Linked DNA regions of Mus musculus: region 1 is linked to region 2. Evidence: chromatin contacts called from public HiChIP or PLAC-seq data. All regions are on one chromosome and are shown on one strand. Each heading gives the region's core, a stretch centred on a gene start, on an enhancer-like site or on the middle of the called end of the contact. The rest is flanking DNA. Distances are from core to core; before and after follow the strand shown.

Region 1 (2,757 bases), core at 14-2,513, 250 kb after region 2:
AAACCCTGTCTCAAACCCCCCACCCCCCAAAAAAAATTTTTTTAAATAAATACACTCCTGGCACTCTGGGCCTCTTTCCTGTCTGTCCTCATACCTGATCTTCTCCCCTTTTCCTCTCCTCTCCCAACCGCCCCCCATGTCCCCACCCCCACCCCCACCTCTGCTCTACCTTCCAGTTCCCTCCTTCTCTCTGCCTCCCATGACTGTTTTGATCCCCTTTCTAAGTGGGATTTAAGCACCTTCACTTGGGCCTTGCTTCTTGTTGAACTATGGGGTGTATCATGTATATTCGTACTTTGGCACTTGAGCTTTTAAAAACTTTGCTTTGGTGTCAGTGACTAATGTCAGAATCTCAACTATTGTTTCTTCACACATCTTTTCTGCTTAACCCTCTCCTAGGATTTCAGTCATGAGGATATTAGGTAACTTGGTACTGTCTAACAGTTCCTGGGTCATAGGAACGCAAGCTTATTGTGCTTGCTTTATGTTAATTTGTTGTTAGAAACTCCTGCTTGAGTTTTGGCTGTTTCTGTTCACCATTGTCATTTTGTTGAGTATTTCCTGCTGAGCTCATCAGAGGCAGTTTCAACTTCCATTACTGTTTTTCATTGTCATATTCTATCCGACGCTTTCTTACATCTCCATCTGATCTTGCACATTCTTTTATGCTTGGTCCTTAACTCACTCACTCCTTCTGAAGTCTTTACCTGATAGAGCCAGCATCTTCATTATATTAGACTGCTTATGTAGTTTTCCCTCTAGACTCATGTCTGTAGTGTTTTCTCTGTGTATGTTCAGGAAAATATATATGTGTTGAAATCCTCTTGCTGAAAACTGGAGATCTTATCTAGGTGGTAAAGAAAAGCAAATAATTTTTATGTGTGAAAACTGAAAAAAAATTCCAGGGTCTAAGTCTTTAAGCGTATGAGGAGGTGTGATGATGGTGATGATTCGGTCACGTTAGGGATGAAGCTGGCAAGACATTTATTTTTAGTCTTCTTACCTTTACAGCACCACAGAGCAGATCCCCTCCGTCGCCATTTAGAATAATGCAGAGACTATTTCTCAGTTCTGGATCATTCTTAGCTTCGTATCCTTCTTCTACACTGCAGGGAAATTCTCCCTGAACTCTGTATTCTCCCATTAAAAAGTCCTTGTTACTTTTTACTCATGGCCTGCTAGACATTTGGGGAGACAGAGGGTGAACTCTGTGGTTCTGATTAAACCTTAGTCATGCACCACGCCCCTAATTCTCAGACAGAGGCCTTTGCAGTATGCCAGTGTCAGCAACAGAACATCCGGTTCCATCTGGTAATTCCTGCCTATTGCAGAGTAGTAAGGGGTTTGGGATTTTGGGATTTTGGGAACAGTTTTCTTTTCCCAGATACTGCATATAAATACAAGTGTCCTAAAGCTAACAGTGTTTATTGTCCTTACTTCTCAAGAATTTAATGTTTTGTTATATAAGGAAGAGGGAGAGATGATCTAGGTAGAGTTTTATACATTGTAAATGCTTTCTCAGAAAAAATTTTGTGACTATCTGGGTATGTCCATAAGAGAACTTTAAATTCCCTTATGCCCATATATCCTTCATATCTTCTCAGTGAGTCTGCTCTATCTTTGTAGCCCATACTCAACCTTTTGATGACTGGTTAAACCTTTTTAAAAGATGCATTATTTTTAAATTCTGTGTCTCTTGTGTGGATGTGGGGATGTGTGCACGAGTCCTGGTGTAGTGGGGGTACAGGCGTTAGAGATACAGGCAGTGTGAACCACCTAATGCTTGTGAGTGCTGCTAACCAAACTCAGCTTCTCTCCAAGAGCAGAATGGCCTCAAAACCACTGACCATCTAGACAGCCCTCAATGATTACCTTTTTAAGTGAGTGTTCATCATTGTGGCCAACACAGAATAAACCAGCAATTATAACCCACCTCTCCTTTAGAAGGGTCTTCCTTAGATTTTGAAGTGGGAATTTGTCCTTCAACCACAGACAACAGAACTTTCAGTAGTTCAAAAAAGCATTGTAAATTTACTCACAGTATTTTTGCTGTTCCAAGACTAAGAAAATACACTTTCTAGTGATTTGTGTCCTAAGCAGAATCCAGAACTTAGTCTCTGATTTTAAATCTGTCTAGTGTTTAAAACCCAGCATTTAAAGCTGTAAGCTTTCTTATGTACAGTGTCTACTCCAGCCCATAAATTGATGTAGTATGTGTTTTGTCATTCTGCCCAAAATATTGTGTAATCTGCCTGTGATGCACTTCTTTGATCTGTGGATTATTTAGAAACATGTCATCTGTGAAATTACTTGGCTGTCTTACTGTTGCTGATTTGGTCTTCTCTCCCCAGCTTACAAAGAGCCCTGTTTTGTGTATTCCCGAGTTGGGGGTAACCGAACATCCTTGAAACAACCTGTGGATAACTGTGACAACACGCTGGTGTTTGAAGCAAGGTTTGAGAGTGGTAATCTACAGAAGGTAGTCAAAGTGTAGGTTTTAATTATTTTTATTAGAGGAAGTAGGTCGTTCGCTACTTACTGTTTTCTGAATTAGGCACATTAAAGCTTTTAGTATCAATTATCTAACTATAATTCTCAAAGTATAAATGCTAACTATGAGTGTTAAGGATTTACATTTATTTTAGCCATTCCTAGGCCAGTATTTATAACTCTACATATATAAAAAGTTACTTGGTAAGAAAAAGTCACAGCCAGAAAATATTAGTATGTAAAAAAATATTATAGTGAAACTGTTTT
Region 2 (2,700 bases), core at 188-2,687:
ATTATTATTATCTCCATTTCACAGAGGGAGAGGGATGAGAAGTATCCTGTCCCTGTTCTCTCTGGGTTCTAAGTCTGGGCAGGCCGACTCCCAGTCCCCAATTGTAAACCACTAAACTACCCAGCTGTAAAGTGTGTATTCATAGTTATGTCAGACTTCCTTATTAATGCGAAAGAAAAGGACTTCTATATAAGCATGTATCTAATATGGGAACAGAAACTAGTTCCCAAATTCAAATAAACAAATAAACCCAGTTGGTCAAGGACTTGCTCTGGGTTTAGAAACACACCAATGGCAGCCTAACTGGTTTTAAGTTGAAGAGGGTTACCGTCCAAGATGCCCTTGCCGTTAGAAGACTGGCTGTGACGAGGGAATTCCTTTATCTTAGACCCGGGAAGCTGGCATCTTCTGCCAATATTCACACACTGCCACAGTTTAATTTGATGCTTTGTAAGGATGAAAGCTCATGTCCTTAGCAATTTTTGGCAATCTGTGGACTTTTAGATTTTTTTTTTCTGATCATCTTGTCACTGTTACATAGATGTCGCACCTACATGAACAACACTTCCCAAATGGGCCATTGTTAAATGAAAGACTTGATAGGCCTGGTGGTGCCCCCCATAATTCTAGCTACACAGAAGATGGGGGCAGGAGAGTCAAAAGTTCAAGGCCCATCTTGCCTATACAATGTGTTCAAGACTAGCCTGGGTAACTTAATGAAACCACATTTCAAACAAATTTTTGAAACAGTCAAGATGTATGGCTCACTGGGAAATACTTGCCTAGCATACACAAGACCCTAGATTCAATTCTTAGTATTGCAAAAAGAGAGAGGGGGCAGGACAAAAATAATTGGAAAGATGGAAGGAAGGGAACAGGGAAGGAGGAAGAGAGGGAAGGAGGGAGGGAGGGAGGGAGGGAGGGAGGGAGGGAGGGAGGGAGGGAGGGAAGGAGGACCACTTTTACTGAGAACCTAGTAAAATTTGTCATGCCCTCACAGCTACTCTGCAGTTAGATTGTTATCCTGGTTTGATAAATTAGGTTCAGAGACATTACTGTTTCTCCAACCTTATACGGCTAGTAAATGTTAGCACTGAGGTCTGGGGCAGCCCAGTGTTCTTTCTGCCACCAATACTTTTGATTATGGTAACCTTAATTTTCTAACCAAATATGAAAAGGCATTAAGAAATGAAAATCAGTTGCTTAAAGAGAAAATGTGAACTTTGGACAAAAAAATAAGACAAGAGAGACAGAGGAAAAAAATGAAGAAAGGGAAGACAGAAAAAAAGTTCTAATACCCTTACAGGGAAAATGGCAAAAGTTCTGAAGAGCAAGCTGAGAGGCAGGCAGAGCCGTGGGGCTGGAGGAACTCCAGGCTGCTTACGGGGAGTTCAGGTATGGCACTCAGGGCAGAGCTTGGGAAGAGGCACACAGCCAATCTAAATAAAATGTCACTCCAGCCACCAGGTAACAGGAATCAAGGAAACCAAGTCCCCTAGAGGGACAACAGATGAGTGTTCAGAGAATCTGAGTGGGTGTGATTCCTCAAAACACCGGAAGTCTGTAATGGTCGCAGCCTTTGGATACCAGCCAGTGTGTTTGCCCTGTTCTAGTTGGATACCATTAGCCTTGCCATTGATGACCTTAAGAGAACTTCAGGGGACATGGGTCTGGTTAAGATAGTTCCAGTGGCCAGCAGCTCACCTTGATCAGCTCTTGCGGGAATGAGTTTGGTGAGTTAACCTGTTTGTAACTGTAAATCAGAACCAATTACTGGAAAATCCCGGCAGTGGCTTTTTATTTCCTTATCTGTCTTGATTTGGTAAACTTTGACTTGTGTGGAGCCTTGGACGTAATAAAAGTTGAATTTTGAACTTCTGCTTTGGAGGGCATGTATCCTGTAGCCCAGGCATAATAGCTCTTAGCACGCTGCCTTTGCAGGCAGGACCTGCTGTGTTCTGCTGTGTCCAGACTCACACCTTGCCTGCCCAGAAATATTCAGATGCCTACTAATGACGGTGGCGGAGTCCTGGCTAGTTCTCAGTTGCTTTGTTTCCTGGAAGGGCAGGAGTGAATCATTTGGGAAAGTTTCATTTCAGATGGGGGTGGGGTGCGTGCTGCAAATAGTGATAAATGGGTCTCTTGTTCCGATGCAGTTCTGTTTCCTGCAGGGGGTTAAAGAACCACCCTGACAGACAGCTGAGAATCTGTTTTCATGAGCCCACCTTCCCCTCCAATAGATCACTCCCTGTCATGCGTGGAGGTGAAGCGGAATTCTGTGTTATTCGTTAGGCTCAAGTCCTCATTAGGAACGTCTTTATCAAATAAACACTAGACTCCACAGCCACGGGGAACAAGAGGCCGCTTCATACCAAGTACAATGATGAACGTCTCCTGTGGCCCTGGACTCCGACTCTTAACATCTGTGATCTCCCCATCTCCATGGTAACATAAAGTAAATAATAAAAATAGTTCAAATCCAGGAAAAGCACAGCAGGGAATGTCTGTCCTCAAGGAAAACAAATGCTTAGCCTGCACTCACATACCAGGGAGAGGACCCACATGAAACCGAACAGTTAATTGACAGGAAAATGGCAGAGAGGAGAGCGGGGTGCGCACGCGTGTGTACACACACGCACGCACGCACGCACGCACACACACACACACACACACACACACACACACACACACAAGTCAGAT

Evidence for each region. HiChIP or PLAC-seq counts read pairs in DNA pulled down with a chosen protein or histone mark.
Region 1: a contact with region 2 is called in a FOXA1 HiChIP or PLAC-seq map of pancreatic cancer cells. The contact joins two enhancer-like sites. A contact is called at or near these places in 1 of 39 promoter capture datasets (macrophages), 1 of 484 Hi-C or Micro-C datasets (round spermatid), 3 of 115 datasets of contacts at active chromatin or transcription factors (bone marrow-derived macrophages, embryonic stem cells and pancreatic cancer cells) and 3 of 9 other capture datasets (adipose tissue, embryonic stem cells and liver).

The regions. Positions count from the first base shown.
Region 1 is chr6:34,795,843-34,798,599 of GRCm38.p6, forward strand. It overlaps Agbl3 (ATP/GTP binding protein-like 3), which reads left to right. Exons shown (of 20, transcript NM_001289656.1): 7 at 2,352-2,490. Among named protein-coding and RNA genes, the nearest start is that of Agbl3, 17 kb to the left of the region's middle. Within about 2 kb of position 1,264, at least 60 of the 459 cell types and tissues checked have an H3K27ac peak or open chromatin away from gene starts, as enhancers often do. A contact at or near this core is called in pancreatic cancer cells, where this site is marked.
Region 2 is chr6:34,541,569-34,544,268 of GRCm38.p6, forward strand. No RefSeq gene overlaps it. Among named protein-coding and RNA genes, the nearest start is that of Gm32942, 6.0 kb to the left of the region's middle. Within about 2 kb of position 1,438, at least 77 of the 459 cell types and tissues checked have an H3K27ac peak or open chromatin away from gene starts, as enhancers often do. A contact at or near this core is called in pancreatic cancer cells, where this site is marked.